Regions from separate parts of the Anser cygnoides genome. Here region 2 is linked to region 1. The links are chromatin contacts, called in public Hi-C maps. All regions are on one chromosome and are shown on one strand. The core of a region is the stretch at or near the end of the contact, and the rest is flanking DNA. Distances in the headings are between cores, read along the strand shown. Region 1 holds the start of MAN2C1 (mannosidase alpha class 2C member 1). Region 2 overlaps CSPG4 (chondroitin sulfate proteoglycan 4).

Evidence for each region. Hi-C and Micro-C count contacts between places; a contact is called where the count stands out from the background.
Region 2: a Hi-C map of liver shows a contact between it and region 1, with 2.4 times the contacts expected there. The contact joins the enhancer-like site here to the promoter of MAN2C1 in region 1.

Annotation. Positions count from the first base shown.
Region 1 is chr11:13,174,691-13,179,148 of Taihu_goose_T2T_genome, reverse strand. MAN2C1 (mannosidase alpha class 2C member 1) reads left to right here and starts at 2,270. Exons shown (of 26, transcript XM_048081441.2): 1 at 2,270-2,424; 2 at 2,671-2,796; 3 at 3,432-3,555; 4 at 4,318-4,388. The coding sequence starts at 2,297. It overlaps SIN3A (SIN3 transcription regulator family member A), which reads left to right. Exons shown (of 21, transcript XM_067003969.1): 21 at 1-535.
Region 2 is chr11:13,236,823-13,241,679 of Taihu_goose_T2T_genome, reverse strand. It overlaps CSPG4 (chondroitin sulfate proteoglycan 4), which reads left to right. Exons shown (of 10, transcript XM_048081497.2): 5 at 83-259; 6 at 1,919-2,117; 7 at 2,237-2,368; 8 at 2,461-2,615; 9 at 2,874-3,057; 10 at 3,442-4,857. Among named protein-coding and RNA genes, the nearest start is that of SNX33, 11 kb to the right of the region's middle. Within about 2 kb of position 1,754, at least 1 of the 3 cell types and tissues checked has open chromatin away from gene starts, as enhancers often do. A contact at or near this core is called in liver, where this site is marked.

The sequences.
Region 1 (4,458 bases), core at 1,021-3,520:
TCAGCATGCGCCCCGGAGGGACGGACCCTCCTCTGAGCTGAGCGGTCCCAGAGAGACACAACGAGCTCGTACGCACCAGCAGTGTTGGGGCTTAACTCCCCGGCGGCCTGAGCGGCGAGGGAAGAGAACTGGAGGAGGCTCTCCACCACCCCGATGCCTCGGTGGTCTTCAGATTTCCTTGCCTGGATGTGTCCCGAAGCCCAGAGGTGCCTGTCGCGGACTGGATTCTCCTCTGCCACGCTGCGGCAAGCAGGCTGGGCTCCCGCGTGGGGTCCCGGGCACTCCGGCCTCACGGAGCAGCCCCTCGGTCCCTCTCACTTGGCTCTCCTCCCTCCCATGCTGGACTCAACCAGTGCAGATCGGTCTGTCCTTTCTAGTGCCAGTGGAACTGTTTTTTGTACCTGCTTGTTTACTAGTCTCTCCTAGTGCCATGCACCAGCTTTTCACACACATGTACGTACACACACACAACAGAGAACAACACAATTTTAACATGTTCCCCTCCTTTTTTGTAAATAAATGTACAAATTGTCAATTTTTGTTTTTTTTTCTTTTTTTTTTTTTATTAAAGGAAGTATGCTTGATGTGCTAGCATAACTGTACTAGCTTCTTGTGTACCATAGTACCAGGTGGCTTGAGAATTAGTACCGACAGACAGACCTACGAAGACATTTATTACACTTTTTACCAAAGGGAGTTATCATTGTAGTGCTTTTGTGTGGAAACTTTTTTCTCCTTTTTTTGTAAATAAAAACAATGTCTTTGTTCTTACTGGAGGAAGACGCTCGCTCACCCACAGCCCTGTCCCTGGTCTGAAAGGCACCGTGCAGCGTGCGCTTGTTGGGGTGGGGAAGAGGGGGCACGTCCAACCGTTTTGCGATCGGCTCCACAATCCGAGAGGAAGAAGCAGAAGCAGCGCGCGTGTTTTGCGGTTAATACAGCCAAGGTATGAGCAGTCTGTTGAGATATATAAATATACATTATATAACTTTTAGGTTTTTTTATTTATTTTTTTTCTGCTGGTGGATAATTTTTATCCACTTAGTCTTCCAGCTCCAAGGACCTTTGATTTTGGGAAGTGTTGCTGAGCTACTTAGCTGGGGTTGATTGTGCTCATGTATTTTTCCCTCTCAGTATTGAAGAAAACATCTTAAGTACCAAACCAGTATTTGACAGAGCTGCTCTGTGTGTGCGTTTGTGTGCGCGTGCAAGAGAAGGCAGAGGGGTGGAATGGGTGTCGGTGCATTTCACTAGTGAAAGCCACGTGTGGGATATATATATATTTTTTTAAGTATAGAAGTTTAGCAGATACTTAAACACGGGGAAAGACTCTGCTTTTAAAATGAAGTTGGCATGGGCTTTGTAAGCCATACCAGCCAGCTGCACTATCTGTCCACCTCACAGGAGGCAGTTTTCCTTGCACGAACCAGGCTCTGAGCACACCAAGTTTGTCCCTGGTGTTTTGGAGCGGGGTTTTGCTGCTGCATTAACCTGTCAGGGGTTTTGGAGCTGGCGGGCAGAGCTGGGGCAGCGGCTGCGTGCCGAGAGGGGGGCAGGCCTGGGGGGGACCCGTCGTGGCGGCAGAGCAGAGGGGTCTGTGCAGGGCCCCGAGGGGTTGAACTCAGGTGCAGGCACTGTGCAGAAGGCAGATCTGGCTGTGGGGGCGAGCGGGAGCCTCCTGCAGAGAGGGAAAATGGGGGAAAAAGAGAGGGAAGAGCCCAGAAGGGAAGAGCTCAGTGGGGAAGAGCCCAGGGGGACCACGCAGCGTTTGCTAGCAATAAATTACCTGCCTTGTTCCCTTCTAAAGTACTTGGTTTTGCATCCTACACACTTATCCCCCCCCCCGTGTGTGCTCCAGGGGGTCTGGAGGCGAGCTCGGGGGTGCTGAGGCCTTTTCCTTCCCCAGCTGTAAAATGGGCGCAGCGCCGGGGGTGCCCCAGCAGCCTGCTCCTGCACGGTTTCAGCACTGGTGGGAAGGCCCCCAGCCTGTACCATAACTGAAAAAAAAAAAAGGTTTTATTTTTATTTAGCGTTACTTTTTATGTAGCGTTACTGCTTGCGTTTGTGTGATTCCCCTACAACTCCTGTGAGCGTGGCCGTGGCGCGGCCTGCCCGTTTAAAACATCAGGGCTCAGCCATGCCTACGGCCCCTTCTTCCTTCAGCGGGGACCCCCGGGGGCCTGGAGGCGAGGCTCGGGGCCTCGCCGCCCCCTCCCGGTTAATTACAGCCGGTTAATTGCTTAATTACACCGGCGGGGGGGGGGCGGGGGGGGGGAGGGGGCTGCGCGGCGGGCGCATGCGCAGTGGCGGCGCGGCCCCCGGCATGGCGGCGGGCGCCATGTTGAAGCACCGGCGGACGGCGCTGGAGCGCGTGGAGAAGTTCGTGTCCGCCGCGTACTTCACCGACTGCAACCTGCGGGGCAGGTGGGCGCCGGCCGGGGCTCCCCGGGGCGCCGCCGCCGCGCTGGGCCCCGCGGGGGGCCGAGGGGAGAGGCCGCGGCCTGCTCTGCGCCCCCCCCCCCCCTTCCCCTCGCGTTCCCCCTCGGGCGCCTGAGGGGAGCTGGGGCGGCCCCGGGCTGAGGGGGGCCGGGGGCGGCGCGGGGCGCGGGGCGCTCGCCCGGTCCCCGCCGGGCCGTCCCTGCAGCCGCGCCCCGTCCGTGTCCCCCGCAGGCTGTACGGCGCCAGCCGCCCGCCCGCCGCGCTCTCCTGCTTCCAGAGCCCGCTGCGCGTCCCCTACGGCGAGGCCGTGGGGCGGCGGTTCGGGCCGGCCGCCGTCGGGGACTCCTTCGGGCCCGCGTGAGTACCGGGGGGCCGTGCCCTGCCCGCTGCCTGCTTCGGGGCTGCCCGGGAGCCTCGGCAGCGGCTGGCGGGGTGACGGGCGGCGGTGCCGCTGTTTGTAACGGCGGGCCACGGCCTGCCCAGGGACTAGGAGCGGCGGTGGGAAGGCCGCAGGTCCGCGCGTATGGACGGGCTGCCCCGGCTCAGGCGCTGCGCGAGGCCCGGCACCCTGCGGTGTCGCTGCCTGCCGGAGTGCCGCGCGGGAGGGCGGGCGGCAGCGCCGGGAAGCGCCGCGGTTGCGTCTGCCGGCCGGGAAGGGAGCTTCACCCCGCGCGGCGCGGCGCTCAGCAGGCTGCTAGGTGCCCAGCCCTTAGCGGTGCCTGGCGGCGAGCACCACGAGGTGGAAGCTTTGCTTGGTTAGACCTGGTCAGGCTGGGAAGGGGAAGTGCAGCGGAATGGCACAGGACCATGCAGGTGCTGTGTGCTGCTTAAACCGAAGGTGGCTAAACGTGGGGCCGCGCAGCTTCATTACACTGACACGCCACACTGGTGCGGTGTCCCGCTGTGCTTCTTCACGGAGGCCCTGAGGACGAGCGGCTTCCCTGGGGGAAGGTCCCAGCTGCGCGGTGAGGTCGCTGCGTGCTCTCTTCCAGGTGGGAGACCTGCTGGTTTAAGGTGGAGCTGAGCATCCCCCCGGCGTGGGCAGGGCGGGAAGTGCACTTTGTTTGGGAGAGCGATGGGGAAGGCATGGTGTGGCGAGATGGCCAGCCTGTACAGGTAAGGAGGTGCAGATCAGGGGCGTGCAGAGCAGTTACTTCCCTCACCCCTCTCTAACGGGATAGCAGAAACCCCCTCCTGTTTGTTATGGAGTAATGCCTGCAGGTGTCGTGGCAGGGAAATAACACGTGGACAAGAACAGCTGGAGGCCTGGACAGTGTGATCGTGAGGGAAAACATAAAGAGGATGTGTAGTTGTAGGGTTGTTCAGCCTCAAGAGGTAAGCTGTGTAAAATAGGTAAATAGCAAATAGATGAGAAGCTGCCGTGCAGGGAGGGGCAGTGTTTGCGTAGGAGCTAGTACGGGGCGTGGGAGAGAGGGTGACGCTCGTGGTTTACCTGCTGTGCTTTGTGGTGGGCCACAAAGGGTCTGGGAGCTATTTCTGAAGTTCAGTCCCAAAAGTCAAGCCTGCTGCTGGTGTGCTCGAGTGTTTCCCAGGGGTTGACTCCTTGACAGGAGTTAAAATTCTGGTCTGCAAAGTAGTCCCAGGTGGAAATCCCTTGTTTAGGCATTATCAGATGTCTTGCAAGACAGGTAGGCAAGCTCCGGGCCTGCGATGTACATCCCCAGTGCCAACAAGAATAACAGGTCAGACTCTTGTCAGGACTAGCACAGGTCAGCTTTGGCCCTGCAGTTCCCGTGCCGGTTGTTCTGGTGGGAAGCAGGGCCCTGCAGAACACGGGACCAGACCCCGGCCGTCCCGCTGCTCTGTCAGGCCCGCCGTCGTGGACTTGGGGGTTAAGCGCGCTGCCTTTCCCTGCAGGGCTTGACTAAGGAAGGTGAGAAGACCAGCTACATCCTGACAAGCTGCCTGAAGGAGTCGGAACCCCACAGGTGAGCGGCCAGCCTGGCTGAACCCGCTTCTGCTGGGGGATCTCGGACTTCCTTGAAGCCACGAGACCCC
Region 2 (4,857 bases), core at 505-3,004, 63 kb before region 1:
ATCGTGGTGCCGGGGCCGTGCCCAAGGGCCGTCCCCCCCCGCGCCCCGCAGCCGGGCCCTTCAGCCAGCCCCTGCCCCGCAGGTGGAGAACCAGGAGGTCCAATACAGGCAGGACGCGCCCCGGGCTCGGGCCGACAGCTTCACCCTGGTGGCCAACGCCTCCGACAGCGGCCGGCAGAGCCAGCCCCGCACCATCTTCGTGGCCATCGCGCCCCGGCGCACGGCGGGGCCCCGGCTGCGCATCAACGCCGGGCTGCAGGTAAGGGGCTGCGGGGGGGCACCGGTAAACAGGGGCTGGGGCCGGCCTTGGAAGGGCTTCTCCGACTCCTCCTCCTCCTCTTCCTCCTCCCCCGGCGATGCTGAAGCTGTCCACAAGGTGGGAGCATCGTTCCGCTGCGGCGGCTGCTGGCGGCTGGCTCACGCAGCGGGGCTCAGGCGGGTTTCTCACCGCTCCTCGCGCCCTGCTTCCCTAGCAGCCCCCCCTCTCCCACCCCAGCAGGGATACCCCAAAGGAAGGCGGAGGGGGGGCTGCCCTGCAAAGTTTGGGGTCCCCATCCGCAGCCAGCCCATGGTCTGCCCATGCTGCCCTCGACCCCAAAGCCCCCCCCAGCCCAGCAAAGGCAGCCCCCCTCCAGCAAATCCCTTTTGTAGGGCACTGAGCCCCGCTCTGCCCCAGCTGTGCCCAAACCCCTGCAGGGTCGCGTTAACCCCTCCTCTGCCTCGCAGCCAGCCCAGCAGCACAGTCACTCGGAGAAGCTCTACCTTCCCTCCCAACCACTATAAAACCATCAAAAGACAGGAAAAAAATAATAATAATAAAAAATACACCCAGAAGCACAGGTTTGTCCTGCGCAGGACAAAGCAAGCAGCATGCAGGAGGGGCCGCGCGTGTGTTTGCGCTCCCAGAGAGATGACTTCAGTGTTTAAAGGTCAGCCCGGGCCCGGCACGGAGATTGCACAAAGCTTCCCCTGCTGCACGCACGCCAGTGGCAGGGTGCAGAGTCCACACGGGCAGGATCAGGCCCTGCGGGCTGCGCTCCCTCCTGCCAGGAGGGTGGCTGGATGCCACCAAGGGAGGCTTCTGCTGCCCTCTGCGCTGCGCTGCCGTGCTGCCGGCGCCGTTTCGCTGCCTCCACGCCAGCTCTCCCAGAGTGCAGAGGTGACACGGAGTGTGAGCAGACATAATAAGCCAGAAAAGGAGGGCAGGAGCGCAGCTTTAATAATTCAGAGCGGATGTGGGGCTCGGTGTGCTCGGCCCCGCTCAGCAAGGCTGCCCCCGCGCAGCGCTTCCCCCATCCCGCCTCCCCAAAGCTGCGCTTCCCGGCCTCTCTCCCCCAGTCCCGCGGGGGCTGCTGACGGATTTGATTTCACTGCCGGCACCCACACCCACTCAAGAAATGTTTGGGGATCGGCCAGCTGGAAAGTGAGGAGAAAAGCTAAGCTAACCCGACGCAGCTGGCTCTGGGGAGGGCGCGCAGGACCTGACATCGCAGGAATAATCCTAATCCTGGTGTCTGCGGGACAGGGATGGGGCAGGGGATTAGGAACGGGGCATAGTGCTGCCTCCTGCTCACCTTCATCCCCCTGCAGCCCCAGCAGAAGGAGCCCCAGGGACTGAAAAGCCCCTTGGGGAATGCAGGTGCTGTGGGATCGTGGTGGCAGCGTCCCTGGACATGGGTGGCACGGCTGGCTGCGGGGCGGCATGGGCAGCACGCACCCTGTACGTGCTGGGAAACATGGGCACGGGGTGATGCAGGGCTTGGGAGGAGGCCAGGGCACGGGTGCTTTGCCCAGCAGATGCACAAGGAGCCCTTGTGTGGCGCAGACATGCCTCCTGGTGCAAGGCACCAGCACTCAGGGACGGGCTGGGGATGGCCGGGGTGCCCCGGGGGGGTTACAGCCTCTCCCTGTCCCCCAGCTGCGGAAGGGTGCCACGGCCACCATCGGCCCCCAAACCCTGCGTGCCGAGGACGAGGACAGCCCGGCGGCGGAGGTCACCTTCTCCATCCAGCCCCCAGTCAATGGCAAGGTGGTGCTGAGGCCGGCGCCCGGCGTGGAGGTGCGGCGCTTCACCCAGGCGCAGATCGACAGCGGCCTCGTCCTCTTTGTGCATCAAGGTACGTCCAGGACGAGGCGTCCCCTGGCACCACTCCTGTCCCCAAGCCCTGTGGCACCGAGGTCCCCCTCGTGCCAGGTTAGGGGGCTGCCCCGTGCCCCAGCTCCGCACTTTCTGCAGGGCCCCTGGATGGAGGCTTTGCCTTCGACCTGTGGGACGGCGAGAACCTGTCCCCTGGGCACTTCTTCCTCGTCAGGGCGCAGGGCGAGGAGCTCAGCCTGGCCAAGAAGCAGAGCCTCACCCTCTGCCCAGGTGGGTAGGGGGCAGCGCGCGGGGGTCCCGGCAGCCAGGCTGCTCTGGGGGCAGAGGGGCAGGGTTGATGTCCCCCCCGGCGTGTTTTCCAGGTGCTCTGCAACCCCTCACGAGCGAGAACCTGCAGGCGGTGAGCAGCAGCCCCACCAGCCCCACGGCCCTCTACTACAGCATCGAGCAAGCCCCGCGCCTTGGCCGGCTGCGCACCGCCCGCGGGGGCGAAGTCAGGAACTTTACCCAAGCCCAGGTGAGGTCTCGCCTCCTCCAGGAGACCCTCCATCAGCCCCACAGCTCGGGGGTCCCACCCCATTTGCTGGGTGAAAAGCTCCTGCCGGAAAGGTGCCTCCTTGGTGGAGCCAAACCAAGTCCCCGGCTCCAGCACTGGCACCAGCAGTGACAGTCACACCACGGCAGCCAGAAATGAGATGGGTCATGGCATCACGGCATCATCTGCTGGGGTTATTTTGCCATTAAGCAGAAATGAGCGAGCTTTCTCCCCTCCTAGGTGGACGGCGGGATGATCTTCTACCAGCACGAGATGCCACAGGAGCCCTTCTGGCTCGCCCAGGACGCCATCCGCTTCCGCGTGGTGACTCCGACCTCCATCTCCGACTCCTTCATCCTGCTCGTGCTGATATCATTCGAGGCAAATTGCCCCCAGCGCTCGACTCAGTTATGGAGAAATGCAGGTAAAAAAAAAAAGGAAAAATCAGCCCGGGGGATGGTGCGGAGTGTGGCTGGAGGAGAAGCAAGGGACAAACAAGTTCTCCTGAGGTTTGCACAATCCGCTCACTCGGGCAGGGAGGGGGGGGATTGTGCAAACGTCAGGAGAGGCTGTTTGTCTGAAGGAAAAGCACAATTGTACAACTTCCCATGCTCCCTCCAAGCATGAGCTCTGATACCACACCGACATCTGACAAACCACGTCCATCCTTTGCTGGCCCTATCCACGCAGTGCCTTCCTCCCGTTGTCTTGCCAGCCTCATCAATCCTATTTTCCTCCCCCATTCCTCTCCATTTCTTCGCATCCCTCCGTTTCTGATGCCGCTTTGGGTTTTCCCTCCTTCTCCCAGGCCTCCGGCTCGCCAGGGCTGAGCGGGCAGAGATCGGCACCTCGCTGCTGGACGCGTCCAACCTCCTGAGCCAAGTCTCAGTCCCCGAGAGGGCCGCGCACGATGTCGTCTTCCTGGTGACGGGGCTGCCTCTCCGCGGGCAGCTCTCGGTGGCCGGCGTGGTGCTGGGGCAGCCGCAGCCCTTCTTCCTGCAGTCGGACCTGGCCGCCGGGCGCCTGGCCTACACCCACGGCGGGGACGCTGCCTCTGAAGACCGCTTCCAGTTCCAGGCTTGGCTCCGGCCCCGGGCGCAGCAGTCCCTCCGTCCTCCCCGCCACGGGGTGCTCATCTCCGAAGCTTTCAACATCACGGTGAGCGGCGGCAGCGGGAAGCCACCGCGGGTGGTGAAGCAGCGCCGAGCACTGCAGGTCCTGCACGGCTCCACCGTGACCTTGTCCCGGGAGTACCTGGACGTGGCCGAGCTGGAGGGCTCCCCAGAGGACGTGGTCTACACCCTGCTCCAGAGACCCCTCGCTGGCCACCTGGCCAACGCACACAACCCTCAGGTGGCCGTCGAGCGCTTCACCCAAGCAGACATCAACGCCGGCCACGTGGTGTTCGTCACCACCACCAGCAGCAGTGTCCCCGAGTCCTTAGCCCTGAGCCTGTCCGACGGCCACCACCCGGCCACCCTGACCTCGCTGGAAGTCGTGGTGCTGCCCGCAGCGAGCCCGGTGCCGCTGGAGGTGCCCCAGGAGGTGAACAGGGCCACCCTGACCCCCCGGCACCTCCCGGGGGAGGGCGATGCCCTGTACAGGATCACCAGGGACCCGAGGTTTGGCCAGGTGCTGGTCAACCAAAAGCCGGCGCGGGGCTTCTCGCAGGCGCAGCTGGACCACGGGGAGGTGACTTTTACCTTCACCCAGCTCACCTCTCCCCAGGACAGCTTCCAGTTCCTTGCCACATCGCGGGGAGTGAACAGGAGCGGGGAAGTGAACGTCACCGTCCGCGCCCTGGTGACGGCTCGGCCGGGGAGCGTGTGGCCACGGGGCACCACGGCCCTCCTGGACACCCGCATCCTCGACGCGAGCGAGCTGGCCAACCGCACCAGGAGCGTGCCGGTCTTCAGGATCCGCAGGTCGCCCCACAGCAGCCGGCTCGTGAGGGTCTCGGGGGACCCAGGGCAGCCCCCAAGCCCGATCGAGACCTTCAGCCAGAGGGAGCTGGAGCAGGGGCTGGTGGGGCTGGAGGTGCTGGACGCCGGGGACACCCGCCAGCACCCGCAGAGTGACAGCTTCCTCTTCGAGGTGGCGGCTGCCGGCGTGCCACCAGCGCTGGCAGCCCTGGAGTACATCACCGAGCCCTACAATGCCTCGAAAGCCTACGGTGTCACCCTACTTGTGGCCCCGCCAGCGCCATCATCCCCGGTGCCGTGGC